Linked DNA regions of Mus musculus: region 2 is linked to region 1. Evidence: chromatin contacts called from public Micro-C data. All regions are on one chromosome and are shown on one strand. Each heading gives the region's core, a stretch centred on a gene start, on an enhancer-like site or on the middle of the called end of the contact. The rest is flanking DNA. Distances are from core to core; before and after follow the strand shown. Region 1 overlaps Nfia (nuclear factor I/A). Region 2 overlaps Patj (PATJ, crumbs cell polarity complex component).

Region 1 (7,568 bases), core at 2,990-5,489:
AAACTGGAGTTACAGATAGTTGTGATCTGCCATATTGGCGCTGGGTATTGAACTTGAATGTTCTGAAGACCAGAAAGTGCTCTTAACTGCTGAGACATATTGCCAGATTCCAAATCATTAAAAAAAAAGAGAGAGACATTTGCAAATATTTTAATACAGATAACTGATGATATCAAGAAATTTTATTAACAGTTTGAATTATAAAAATGGTATCTCGACATTTCATAAAAGAATCTTGTCTTTTGGGGATGTAGTCACAAATAGAAATGGAATTACATACTAACTGAGATTTGCTTCAGAATAGTCTGAACATGGATAGAAAGAAGAGAAAGGGCAGACAGGCCTATGTTGATTGTAAATCGATAGATTGTAGATAAGTATTAGTTTATTTGCCAATTCTAAATTTATAAACACATGGTATTTTTCTATAATGAGAACTGCAATGTGAACCAGATCTGCAACCCAGCTATTCAAAATGCTGAAGTGGGAAGACTACAAATTGGAGGTCCTCTTAGGCTATAGAGTATGTTCAAGGTTAGCCTGAGCTAGCCTGGGCTAGCCTGGGCAAATTGGTGAGATCCTGTCTCAAAATAAGAAATGAGAAAAGGTTTGGAGAGATAGCTGAGTGGTAGTGCATGTGTTTATCACGAGTGAGGGTCAAGGTTCAATTTCTAGTAGCACACACACACACTTACAGACACACACAGACACAGACAGACACACACACACACACTCCAGAAATAAGCATAATTTGAATAGGCCTTGTCCAAAAGAGTGAGGTGCTCAAGTCTGAGTGCTTCAAGAGGAGACAGGACAGGCATGGTGATCTGGGAGAGGGAGAGCATGAGAGACATGGAGAAGAGGAGTAATGAATGTAGTGTTTCTTTGGAAAAGATGGATGGACTTCACTGGGGGAAAAGAAGTGGCTTGATTGGCATAATGTGGGCACCGATGACACCAGACTAAGCAGCATGTGCCTGCAATGGGCTAGTAGAAGCCAGCGTGCCTGCTGTTTTATGAGCAGTGCTGGCTGAACAGGACTGGAATGCATTCTGAATGTGCTGGATGCAAAGCCAACATGGGTTGGAGTGATGCAATGCAGAGATAGATGATACTTTCTCTGTTACAAAACAAAGGAGGCCCTGCTTTCTGCCAGTGTCCAGTGGGTCCTTTCCTACTTGGCCATGTTCATTTTTACCAAGGAGCCAGAACTTGAAGGCTCAACAATGATGACTGACACAGCTTCAGTCAGGCTCATTTTCCTGCAGATAAGAATCAGTTACTCTGTTGGCCAAGCCTGTCCAGGAAGATGGAACCTGGGCCAGGGATGCCCTGGAGCTGGATTCTCTCAAGTCTGCTCCATGCTTGATGCTCGCCTTTCCCAGTGCTTTCTCACTTGACTTTACTGCACTCTTTGGACTTCTTTCTCCAGGAAGAGAGACGTTACTGTATTCACTTGGCAGGTGAGGAAACTGAAAATCAAGGTGAGAAGTAATGTGTTTAATATCCCGTGACCAATGAAAGAAGGGAGTGGGATTCTCTCCAGTTCCTTGGTTTCTTTGATCTGTTTTTTCCTCCTGCTTCTCCCCATCTCATCCCTCCTCTTCCTCCTGCTTCTCCTCCTCCTCCTCTGTTCACCCTCTCCTCATTGACCCTCTTGAGACAGGATGTGTGTAGTTCAAACTAACTACAAACTCATAATCCTCCTGTCTCTGTCTCACAGGCTACAGCCTTGTATTACCTCACCTAGGGGGACTCTGGTTTTATGCTTAGCTTCTCTCTGTAACATCTCTGTCCTCCAGGGTGTCAAGGCTGCTTTCTTCCAGGATGAACCACATGATACTAGGTTCTTACATGACTGGTACTCTGCTGGGTGATCTACTTGCATCAGTTGTTTTCAATCCTTCTCATGGTCTTTGACCGTAGGCACCACACTCATTTCCACTTTGTAGATGGAAAAACTGAGGCCCTTACTATAGCAGAGTTCAGAAAATAAGATATCAAGATGTAAACCCTAGACGACATTTCTTGGGATACCTTTTCCTGCTTAGTTGAGTCAGGTTTCAGAATTCAGCCAAATGGCAGCCTGGGAATGAACAAGAAGAAGACTTGCATTACTGTGCACTGAAACCTTTACCAGGGGTCCTTTCTTTGGTGATGGCATTTACAATATGCTACGCTAAACACATTTTAATTCGTCAGATATCTATAATGATCCTGTAATAATCATTCTCATCTAACCAATAGGAAAACTGAGGCACCAGCCAATGCCATAGAGCTACTAAAATGGAGAGCTAGGAGTCACCTGGGCCAGTTTGGTACTTGATTCCACGGTCTTGATTTACAATGTTGTCCCATGTCCAAGCGCTGTGTTGCATACCACCTGACCTAGATGATTTGGATTGACTTAGATTTCAGTTTCATGAGGCCAAATTATAAAGATCAATGTGATTGGGGACTGATATGATTTAACTTAAATGCTAAGGCAAGTACTAGAAAGTTGCTCAATTAACTTGAGTCAGGAATGCTTCGTAAGGACTGATTGTGCCTCTTCAATAGTTGCAGTCAGAGCCAAATACTAAATGTGAGGTGATAAATCAATCACCTAAACTGCTTGGCATGTGAGCGTTTAGCGATTAGTAGGTATTTATGTCCTCTTTGGTCTCTACTATGTTTACTTGTGCTCTACTGTGAACCTGCACTCATTGCCTGTCACCTCTCTGCCACTCTGACTTCAACATTCTTCTCTACTCAGCTTAATCTTTGTCTCTCCAGCTCATGACTAGTCCTGTTCTCTAGCCTTCCTGTGATTGGCTTTGACCAATGAAATGTGAGCCAAAGTGGTGGGAGTCTATTCCAGATGTTAAAAGCTATTATGAATCCTGCCAATACCTCCCGCAATGGTCAAACACTATCTGTTTTCTGTCTAGCGTCCTAGAATGAGGCAATCCTGTGCAGAGGTCTCAGGCTACCCACAAGAGACGTGTTAAGTAAGATTAAAATCTTCATTGCTGTGAGATGTGGGGTTATTTCTTTGATAGTATACACAAATCTAATGAATAGATAAGATTTTATAAGCTGCTGTGGTTTGAAGGTGAAATGTTCCCCTGCAGGCTCATGTTTTGAATACTTAGTCCCCAGTTTGGGAACTTGGTGTTTTGAAGGCCCCAGGGTCATTAGGTGTCATGGCCTGGCTGGTAGAAGTAGGATGCTTGAGGACTTTGAAGGCTATACTTTCCCTGGTGCTGTTCTGTGCTGTTTCCTGGTCCATTGTGATTCGAGGGGGTCTCTGATTCACACACTCCCACCACCAAGAGTCCCACCCTGCCTTCCACAGTTTGACATATGGAAGCCCTGACAAAACTATGAGCCCAAACAAGTCTCTCCTGTTTTTGCCACATGTCATTTCAAAGTGATGAGGACAGTAATGAGTGTGCTTTAAGAGGGGGAAAACCCATTATGTGCTGCAAGCACATGCAGCGTCTTGACTTCAAGGTCAGACTCCCTGTTGCACCAGAGAGTTTCCTTTCTTCAGTTTAATACACCTTCCCTGGGGTCCCTTTGAATGCAGGTACATTTTACATAGTGTTTCCTTACTGCTCATTATGCAAGAGTCTCCTTCCCTCTTTTGCTTTGTCAGTTATTATCTGTGACACTGGCCTCAGTGGCCTTCAGAACAATGTGAAGACTCATCATGACTGTGGCGCTGGGCTGATTTGAGTGGACTTTATTTTATTTTATTTTTTTTAACTACTAGACTACATGGCTCAGAAGAACAGATACCCAGTTTTTGTTTACTTACTAGTCTTAGCATTGGCATAGTTTCTGGCACATGGTAGACACTTCACCAGTATTGCTGGTAAGCAGTTAACAGAATGAAGATCTGGTGATTACTGGGAAAATGTAGGCATCTGACTTCTCAGATTAGAATCACACACAGATGATTATTCTTTGTATGGCTTCCAGTTACTAATCTCTGTTCAGGAGCCTCATCTATAAGAGGATAAAAACTAGACTCGCCTCACAGTGTGGCATCAAGCTTTAAAAAAATAGGTTAAATGTGTGTACTCCTAGTTTGTGTCTCTCCCTGCCTAGCTCACTGGTTTATACTCTGCTGGTGAGGCTGGGACTGATAGTTTTCTTGGTTCAGTTTCCAGACTTTCTAAATGGCTAGCTACTACTAGTTCCAGCCAAGAAACAAGGAACTAGTACTAGGAACACTGGTGTGAGCCAAGAGGAGGAGAGAGAGGAGAGAGCTCGCTGCCCACAGTGTGGTGACAACAGTGTGCTGTTCACAGTGTCACAGGAGGTAGAGGCGTGCAGCATTCTCCAGCTGCTTCCAGGATCCCCAGCTTCAGCTAGTCCTTACTCCATAGACACCTCAGCTTCATCCCGATTTCTAGCACTAGCCATTCTTCTCCCAGAGCTCCTAGTACCAGCCACATAGTATTTCCTCTCTGATGGTGTGCGCCTGTATCCCCCAAAATGATACAAGTATCAGCCATGTGTATTCCACCCTTAGTACCTGATCCTGTCTCCTTGTATCTCTCGGGATCCATGGCTGGTGGCTGTGCTTTCTAGTTATATAGTCCAGGGCCATTTGGACCCCCTCCCCTCTTGGGATCCACTTCCTGACTCCCATAGCAAAAAACAGATCACATAGGCAAGCATACCAGACACACAGGAAGCTCCAGGTGGGATCTGCAAGCTTGCATTGGCCCAGGCAGGTAGAAGGCCAGCAACACTCTCCTTGGAACCCTGTGAAAGACCCTATACACCTAGAATCTGTCAAGGTGAACGCAGAAAGCCCGACTTGTGGGGAAAGCACCAGCCCACAACACAGCTCACTCACCCCAGGCATTGTGTACACAGCAAAAGAGGACACGGCTTCCGTAGCATTAGCAATTTTTTTTTTATTTTTCCTTTTTTTGTTGCATAGGAAATGCAGTACTTGCTTCCAGTAATTGTATTGTAATGTGAGAAGGTGGTAGCACTAACGGTTGAATACAAGAGTTAAACTAATCCACACCAGCACAAAAACCCTGTGGAGATTTAGTTGATAAGAATGGACGCCCACAGTGATTCTCAACCAATTACAAGTTTTCACAGAACACAGTAAACGAAAAGGGTAACTATGAGAGTCAATACACATATGCTAGAGGCACAGGGGGCCCGGCTCATAAAAACAATTTCAGACCAAGTTATTAACACGGGGCGTTTCGTTTCACAAGAGATCTCTTTTTCCATCATTTGAAGTTTTTAATCCTTCCCCCCACAATTTGAAAAGAAACCAGAGGCACTCTGAGCAGATTTGTTTTTTTCTTTTTTCATGTGTGATGGGAAAGGTATGTAGGAGAAGCAGAGAAGGAACCATGGACTGGGCCTTGACAGCCTTCCTAAGGACCTACTGGGACCTGCTGGCACTCCTCTAGCCTGGCTGGCACCTCGGTGGCAAGGCAGCCGAGTTCAGCGGGGAGACAATGGTCTGAGGGAGAAGAGAGCTGGCAGCCCCCTTACTGCATTCTCACATGGCCAGACATCTAAGACCTTTAGTGGACAATAACAGGTTAAAAAAGAAAGAAAGAAAAAAAGCAAATTTACAGACCATGACCAAGAAAAAAATTAAAAAAACAAGAGCAGTACAATTTGCAGTCAAAGCAAAGAGAACACAAGCTTTAGGTTTTCGGAAAAGCTGAGCGTTGAACGGCAGGAAGGATGCTCTGTTTCTTGGACACCACTTGCCTTTAAAACCACGGGAGAGACAGGAATCTTCACATTTTAAAGTTTGTGATATTTTCTGCCATGAGCTTGCTCTAGTTAGATCAGAGGTAGCACTTCTCCTGTATCCTCTTGTGGTCCAGACACATTTTACAAAGTTAGTGTTTCAGTCCCAACAGCACAGTGAGTCCACATGGAGGATGCCTGACACACAGAGGGGTGCATCCATGTGCTGTATCCCATACTTAAGTTCCCCTTAGCCTTGTGAGCCTTACTGGGATCCAGTCCCCATATAGCATCCCTCCAACTTCCTTAATGCAACCCTTGGGAGAATGAGAGGCAAATGGGTGCTATTGGGGGGGGGGGGAGTTAAACAAAGGAAATATTCAATTTGGGAAGAAAATATATCCAAATTTAGAGAGAGAGAGAGAGCAGAGAGAGAGAGAGCATATTTTTTAAAATCCCGTGTTAATAGCAAACTTCTTTCTTATGAATCGGGCCCAAAGTTTGTACAGAGTTATATTTTTGAAGAAAATATTGCATCTGTGCATGTAACTAAACAGCTAAGTGATTTCTTAAAGTTCTTTTGTTTTGTTTTGTTTTTCTTTTTACTACAAGGAAGTCTGGTGTGAGACAGATCAAGCATGGGTACACTGTCCATTAAGGTTCTTCTGTGTCGTCTAGCTTCTCTTGAGGGTCAAGAAAGTGACTCTCACTTGGAAACATTCTCAGAGTGGTTTTGCAGCAGAGTTCTTGAAATTCAAATGGTAGTTTTGAGACAAAAATCTCACCAGATACTGATTTCTGAAATCAAACACCCATGCTTGTCCCTTAGGAGAAACAAAAGAAAACAAAACAAAACAAAAAACAAAACAAAACAAAAACAAAAAACAACAACAAAAAAATGAAAACACACACAAGTAATACTGAATTTAAGTAAGTGTACACCTCCAAGATCCTGACGACAGCTGGAAGGAAGACCGAGTTCACGTTCTCAGTGAAATACCTCAAACCTAGCCGATAAGAACCGAGGCAGAAAAAAAGTCTAACAGAACTCTGAGTAATATCATACAGTCACTAAGCATTATGGGATAGCATGCATAATATTGTACGGTTATTTTACATCACCTATACCAGAGGTCCTGACTGACAGACAGCGAAGGCTACCGGTGTAGAAAAGTCTTACTTCAGAAGAGCAGTATAATACAGGTTTCACAGGCACTACATTTTAATATATCAGGTATTATGCTGGTTTTCTTATAATTCTTTCTGTCCTAAAGCTGGCATTATAACAATGACCAAAAAGGCAAGGATTGAAGTAAACGGAAAGTAGATACCAAAGTTGATATAGTTTTTTTTTTTCTTCAGATAGATTAGTGCATAGTTCTCATGCAGGTAAACACTGCTATGCATTTACACTGTTGGGAAGCAGAGTGAACTGAGCCCGAGTTGTCACATTCGTGTGAATCATTTTGTCAGCCTGTAATAGCACCATGTAATGGATTTGCATTAAACATTAAATTGATTTCAGAACTGGTGACACAGTATTCACTACAGTTAAGTGCTATGGAATAGCTTCAATATACCTGCTATATATCAAAGCAATTTTCATCCCACTGCTTTTTTTTATTGGAAAAATAAAGGGGAAACATTCATGACACTAATTGGATGAATGCACAGCCTCGGAGGTGGAGAAGGCAGAGTAGGTTACTGTCGAACAGCACGAGCATGCATTGACTTCAAGACAAAATGGCCTCCGAAGGCGATGGGAAAGGAAAGCCATGCCAGAGGGGCGGAGCTAGCAGCCTCTGGGAGTGTCTAGGATGGACTGGCGGGCAGGCTGGAAGGCA
Region 2 (7,568 bases), core at 1,320-3,819, 380 kb before region 1:
ACAACCACCAGTAATGAGATCTGATGCCCCCTTCTGGTGCGTCTGAAAATAACTACAGTGTATAATAAATAAATCTTTGGGTTGGAGCGAGCAGGGAATGAGCGAGCTGAGTTGGCCGGAGCAAGCAGGGTTGACCAGGGTTGATCAGAGTGAGCAGAGGTCCAAAAAATTCAATTCCCAACAACTACATGAAGGCCCCAAACCATCTGTACAGCTACAGTGTACTCACATACATAAAGACATCTTAAAAAAAAAAAAACCTTTAAAAATAAAATAGTCAAACTTCAGTGGTAGAGAGTACACGCTGAGAACTACTATGCTAATTCCTGACAGCTTTCCCGAAACAAATCATGATCACAGAGAATATAAAGTCAGATGACCAATGGAGCCCACAATGCACCATTCAACTCAAAGATGGCATGGCTTGAGAAGTAAGGTCCTGTCCAACTGGAATAAAAGGAAAAGTGACTTCTCAAAGAAAGGAAAGGAGGGACGAAGGCATGGAGGACGTAAAAGGGAAGGCATTTTGCAATATTTTTGGCTTTTAGTAAAGCAGATTTTTATTTTATTATTTTTATTTTATTGAGTGAGTGTTTTGTCTATATGCTTGTCTGTGTACCTTGGTGCCTGCCTGGGAGGTACTGAGACTAAACCCAGGTCCTCTGGTAGAGCAACCAGTGCTCTTAGATGCTGACCCATCTTTCCAGCTTTCAGTAAGCAAATTTACAAGCTTAGATCTTAGAAAATTGAATTTGTGGTTTTTATTTTCTCTATAAATAGAGAATGCCCCCCCCCATCATTCTGAGGCAAATAATACTGAAGTAAAATCAAAACAAAAACAAAAGCACAAACAAAAAAATCAAGACCTTTAAAAAATATGGGCAGATGGTTGTAAAGTAGGTTTTCCCACAAATACATATTGAGTCAATAAAAAAAGATGCTTAACATCACTAACCACTAATTAACAAAATGCAAATCAGTCATAACGAGATAGATGTGCTGGTGCAAGTCTATAATCTCTGCTCTGTGTCCCCAGCACTCAGAGAGGCCTAAGGCAAGAGAAAGTAGAATTCACAGCTAGCCAGAGCTGCTTTGAGTCTGCAATGCCCACCACAGGCCATATTTTAAGGGCCTGCAGTGATATTTTGACAGCAGCTGGTCACCAGGAATGGGCCTCTTAGGGTTCCAGTCACCTCTGGTTCCAGCCTGTGTTCTCTGTTCCCTGTTCACCATCCCTGAATAAGCTTCTCCCACATTTCTGCCACCAAGAACTATTTCCTGCCATTTTGCCTTCCCTCTTATAATAAACAGGTAGAAATCCCTTTGAAGTAATGAGCCTCTTCCTTTACATTTTCTGCTGGGCAGCTATCAACTCATACAACAGGACAGTAACTAAGGCACTGGGATATGAGCAAGTTGTCATCTCAAAGCGAATCACACAGTAGGGCACACTTGCTACTCACAAACACAAATTTGAAAAACTCAGGCAAGCCAGCATTAGCAAGGGTGTGGCAAAGCTGGACACTGAACATTGCATGGTACAATGCTCTGAGAAAAGCTAACCCAATCCCTTTGGTCACATCACCATAAGATCAGAACCAGAGAACGAGGAAAGGAAAATACTTGGCTGTCGGAGACAATGTTGAAGGTCCTTCTTGAGGTCTCTGAATTCTGTTGGTTTAAAATCAGGGTCTAACTTAGCACTGACCTCAGATTTACTGTGGAGCAAAAGCCGACCCTGAACTCCTCACCCTCCCGCCTCTACGTCCCATCAGTTGGGATTACAGAACCTGGTTCATACACTCCATGTACGTACCATGCTCAGCTCTTCCCAACATCTTCCTATGGAAACGCCCCATTCTTAACATGCCCCATGAACATACACATTTCATTTATAGTGCTTAGTATTTGTGAGTTCTACAAAAGTTCCAACAAGACACTTCTAACAGAATACCTCCCCAATAAGCATTTCCATTAATAATCTGGGCCAACTATGACTTTAGGACTTCAAGAGCAGGGACTTCATATTCAATGGACTGTGACTGCAAATTCTTCTCTTTTAAAAACTTGCCTTAGACTCCTAGAAAATGCTTACTGGTCACTATGACCTGTGCATTCTCAGTTATTCTGTTATTCCCAAATAAACACCACAAGCCTTCGGAGAATCTCTGATTGTGATTTAATTTGGCAACCCAAGAGAACTGAAAACAGGTGATGAGCAGGTATTTATATACCAATATTTACAGCAACATTATCCATGAATAATAGGGTGGAGGACTAGAGACACTGCTCTACTAAGAGCTAGACTGATCAACCTAGGCCTCCCCTGAGGCCCTGGTATATAGAGAAGTGTTTGGCAAAGCCAGTAATATCCTTAGTCCAGGGCCTTGAAACCCACTCATCACACACCTTGGGGCACTGATGTATAGAGAAGAAACACAGCCTTCTCTACAACCAGGAATATGCTTGGCAGAGCAGGTCATGGCCTGAGGCCAGGGCCTTGGGGGAACTATGGCTATGGTTCAGTCCCAAGACTGCTGTAGGCTAGATTTATAATGCTCTTGAGAAACCACGTTGCCCTTGTGCAACTTTGTTTAATTAGCTTCCCGCTGCCTTGATCCTATTGTATGACAGACTCTGCTTACTCTGCCCCACTTCTCTCCTAGAAATAGAACATAAGGTGCTGTACTTCTTAATGAGCTTATTTGGTCCAAGACATAGCTTGACAAGACCTCTTGGTCTCAAACTTTCTTATCTTCTCTATGTTCTACCATTTGCTTCTGAGCTTCTGGTCCCCTTTCTGAGGACCCTGTCATTGAAGAACAACTTGCTGGTCCAGGTCATGGCTTCGTAGCTAAAAGCACATATGGCTGTTTCAAAGGATCCTGGTTCAGTTCCCAGCATTTACATAGAAAGCCAAAATGTGGCACATGAGAGAACATTCGCCGAAGCTTCAGGCTAAAACCATCATATATTTTGCAAGTACAAAAAAGAAGCCATTCTCTAGAACTTCCCTTGCATAATTGAAAGCAGCAGCAGCAGCTGGCTGGATGACACAGGCACCTGAGAACTGAGGCAAGTCCATTTCACGGTGGACAAGAGCATGTTCTACATAGTAAGCCCATGTCTCAAAAACTGCAAAGGCAGGAGAGACGGGGATGCCAAGAGGCCACTTGTGGGAAATAAGCAGTCACAGGTCAATGAGGATGGGTCTACGTCCATGAAGAACAGAAGGCCAATCCTCATTCCAGCCTGAAGGTGGCAGCACCTGTAGCACCGGAATAATAACACTGTCACAAATTTCCTTGTCACATTTGTCCCCCAAGTTTCATTTGTGGATCCTAAACAAACCAATTTGTTGTACCCACAGAAAACTTTTCTGAATTCTGCACTAACATTGTCTCTCACTTTAACAGATACTCTCCGGGATCAGCTCTGAGAGGGTCAGAAGAAAAGATTTTTCCATTGAGACATACATACAGGGTTAATTCTTCTACCTCAGTGAGGTCGTCTGACATACACATGAATGAACCTTGAAGAGCTTATGCTTCATGAAGTAAGCCAGACATATAATGGTAATTATCACAGCTTCACTTCTATGAAGTAGTCAAATTCTTAAACAGAAGACAGAGTTACAGTTAGTGCCAGGGAGAATGGGCAAGGGGAGGGCATTTATTAATTGGCGGGCTCACCATTCCTATGAAGGAAGATAAGGTTCTGGAGATGGACAGAGATGGTGGTTACACAACAGTGCAATGGTATTTAATACCATCAAACTATATGCCTAAAAAGTACATAATACAGACATTTACACAATTTATATGGTCGGCCAGGTGAACAACACATACAAGAAACTGTCATAGTTCATCCTTTACCTAAAACAAGAGCATGTGGGTGGTGGAGGAGAATCAACATAGAACTTCTTAGGTATTATTTATATGCTATAAATAGAGTCTTAATAGGACAGAGTAGTAATGTTCCTCAACCCTCTTGAGGACCTAACTGGGTGCTAGGAACTACATGTTCATAATACATTTGAATAGTTTTAAATCCTCTCAAGGATTGTAATATTATATATGTTAATAGTATCATTGCATATCTTAGTTTATTCCTAAATCTGAAATAACTATGTATATTACACAGGTAGAAAATTCCATATGTGACTTGACAGAATACAGGCCACAGAAAATACTGTACACAGTCATCTTCAGGTTCGAGAAGTTATGTAGGAAACAACAAACATAGATTACATGATAATGTATGAATGATTACATGGTAAGGTATGATTGATTACATGGTAAGGTATGATTCCAGAAGTCCATCAGTACAAACAGCGGGCAAGTAAAGATCCAAGTCCACCCTACCATCATTGTAGCAGGGAGAAGAATTAATAGAAAATTAAGTGGTAGTGGTTCAGAGTTTATTAGTGCTGAAACAATCTTCATCAATGTCCTACCATATAATACATATTGATATGTCCATAAATCATACATGAATTTTGACTAAATGTATGGAGTAAATATTCTAAATATATTTGTGTATTTCATCTCTTGCCTTAAATGTCTAAGCAGCAACACGGACCAAAATTTCAACTTGTGTTTTATTTTAGTGAGAATTCTATTGATGAGAAAAAGCAACCACAACAAAAGTGTACACGCATTGAGCAATCTTTGATTCTAGTATGCTTATTTAAGTGAATATCCAGTATGAGGATGTAGGGAAGGGCTGGCAGAGAGAGAAAGCTACTGTCAGTGGGGGACACCAGGCAACTATGTCACTGCTTCCAGCATCCAAGACCACTTACACATTAAACACATCTGTTCCCTAGCAGGCTGCCCAGAACCCTCTTCCTTGAGGCTATATTGATATCTAGGATAGCACCTTGCCCAGCAGAACAAATCCACAGGATTTACTAGAGGGAACGAGAAGAAATGTCCAAGGGAGAAAGCTGGCTTCCGTCTACCTTGCTCATCACACAGAAAGAGATCAGCCTGTGCAGACAGCAGGGTCCTGTGTGAGCACAGCACCTCATCCCTTTAAAAGATCCCTCTAGGGCAGCCAAGGCGGCTCGGCTCAGAGGGTAAGAGTACTTGCTGATCTTGCAGAGGGCTCTGGCTTGATTCCCAGCACCCACATAGCAGCTCACAAGCTGTAACTTGTAACTCCAGTTCCAGGGATCTGACATCCAGTTCTTCTTCTGCAAGCACCAGCCATGCACATGGCATACATACATACATGCAGGCAAAATACTTATGCATGTAAGAAAACTAAAACAAAACTTCAACAAATAAAAACCCCATCTATAGTAACTTTCTTCTCATTGTCTGAAAATTAATTCAGGCCAGAAAATAAACAAACAAAATAAAAACAAAGGCAATTAAAAAAAAAAACAAACAACAAACCATCCAGCAGGTGGCCAGGAGGTGGTGGTGCACACCTTTAATCCCAGCACTTGGAGGGCAGAGGCAGGCAGATTTCCGAGTGTGAGGCCAGCCTAGTCCACAGAGTGAGTTCTAGGACAGCCAGGGCTACACAGAGAAACCCTGCCTCAAAAAAAATTTAAAAGAGAAGAGAAGAGAAGAGAAGAGAAGAGAAGAGAAGAGAAGAGAAGAGAAGAGAAGAGAAGAGAAGAGAAGAGAAGAGAAGAGAAGAGAAGAGAAAAAGGAAGGGAACTAATTAAATATAACTTTATTTTAAAAAACTAAGTTTACTGGTGATTTAATACTAAGGTTAACCCATTAAAAGGTAATGCTTCCTGCCAAGTCTGAGTCTCAAATGGGAAAGTAATTCTCTGGCACACACTGGTATTGCATCACACATAGCAGGGAGAATGCTATGAACAGCAAAGATAGAAATAATAATGTACAGTATATAATAATGTATAGCATATAATAATGTACTATATGTTCATTTTGCCCTGATTTGCCCTGACAAATATACCACATAAGAAACATATAACCATGTCACCCTGAGGGAATTTAAAAGAAAATCTTAAGGATTAAAAGGACTCTTTATTGAACTAAGAAGTGAGGAGAAAAATGTTACACACACGACAAACAAAACAAAACCAAAAAACCCACCACCACCACTACCAATAACAACAACAGAAAAATAAAACAAAACAAAAAACCAGCGAAAACCCACTAGCTCATGATTCCAGAGAAGCGGTGAGACACAAAAAGGAGTGACCTCAAGGACACAGCTCAGCTCCTGGCAGTGCATCCTGTCGGCCATGCTAACTGTGAGAAGCCCATTCAGTTCTGCCTTATGAATGGAAGTAACATGAGCGAGGGGTGTGGGGGCAGAGCGGGGAGCAGGTGGTGGCTGTGTCGCAAAGCCGTACCATGTCTGCAGTGCTGTAGCTATACTGCTGCATCTCCTGGGGATAGGCACTCATCATGGACTCTGCATCGTGACACTCCAGCCTTTCGCCTCCTGAGAGGTTAGCATGCAGCCACTGTGTACCAGCCTGGAGTTCCAGCACGGGAGATGCAGGAGCGGCCTCCCGAATGTGTGGTGGTGGTGGGTTTGACTCCATGGCCCGGAGGTGATCTTGATAAAGTTCATACTCCTCATCGACAAGCATCTCTCTCTCCTCACCCCTGCCGTCCAGCGGAGGACTCAGGAACTCATGCATTTCCCAAGCTTCCGAGCTGCTGTCCACGTCTTTTTGTTGGAACTGCAAAGACTTTCCCAAATCTAGAAAAGGTTCATCCACGAGTTCTTCAAGATATGGCTCATCTCTAAATCCCTGTAAGAAAAGGTTTTGAGAAATGTTAGCGTCACTTGTCTTACAGCTGCACTCTACACCTCAATCAGGAGAAGTGCCAACCTGACGGGAGCTCTGCCCTAACCCATGCGCGCTCAGAAGCACAGGCTCATTGGTATCACCAAACAGGAAGACACTGCAGCTCACTCTGCCGCCAGAACATGCACAACTGAAAGCTTCATCATACGGTAACTACCGACAATTCTCCACCACAGCGAGGAATTTGGTCAAAATGCGACACCGCTTCTGTTTAACTCCTCCCTAACACAGTTCCCAGTTCCTAACAGCAGACACACTTCCTACTTGAGATAGGAAAGACAGCAAGCTCAGCGTGGTCATGCATGAGTTCTCAACACGAGAAGCTATTGGACAGTTCAAAACCCATCCTTTTTTACTTTGTCGAAGGACAGAGGATTGAGCGGAAGGTGCTGCACTTCCCAGGCACCACTCCACTGCTGAGCCCCACCTCTAGCCCTTCACACGATAAGCACATAGTCAGTCATATGTCAAGTGCTTTGAGTAAGTATAATTTTCTCCTAATAAGCCCAATAACAGAAACAAGATTTTTACCTACACTGAGCATATGATAGAGAGGAATAAAAAAAAAAAATATAATTTCTGCTAAGCCTCTGCCTTAACTGTGGTGAGCCCATGGCTGCTGAACACAGAGGCCTAATTTCCTATAGATCAACACTCATCCTATTGTAAGCCCCATCCATTAAGCACTACCTAGTATAAGTTCTACAATCAACTTGGCCCTCTGCTTTCTTCTCATAACTCAACAGCACACGGTTAAGCT

What was found. A called contact is a pair of places that touch in the nucleus more often than the background predicts.
Region 2: a Micro-C map of brown adipocytes shows a contact between it and region 1, with 2.4 times the contacts expected there. The contact joins two enhancer-like sites. A contact is called at or near these places in 2 of 484 Hi-C or Micro-C datasets (3T3-L1-derived adipocytes and brown adipocytes).

What each region holds. Positions count from the first base shown.
Region 1 is chr4:98,116,197-98,123,764 of GRCm38.p6, reverse strand. It overlaps Nfia (nuclear factor I/A), which reads right to left. Exons shown (of 11, transcript NM_010905.3): 11 at 4,889-7,568. Among named protein-coding and RNA genes, the nearest start is that of Gm34784, 6.1 kb to the left of the region's middle. Within about 2 kb of position 4,239, at least 20 of the 459 cell types and tissues checked have an H3K27ac peak or open chromatin away from gene starts, as enhancers often do. A contact at or near this core is called in 3T3-L1-derived adipocytes and brown adipocytes, where this site is marked.
Region 2 is chr4:98,496,057-98,503,624 of GRCm38.p6, reverse strand. Patj (PATJ, crumbs cell polarity complex component) reads right to left here. Exons shown (of 44, transcript NM_172696.2): 20 at 6,344-6,751. Among named protein-coding and RNA genes, the nearest start is that of Gm40210, 80 kb to the left of the region's middle. Within about 2 kb of position 2,569, at least 8 of the 459 cell types and tissues checked have an H3K27ac peak or open chromatin away from gene starts, as enhancers often do. A contact at or near this core is called in 3T3-L1-derived adipocytes and brown adipocytes, where this site is marked.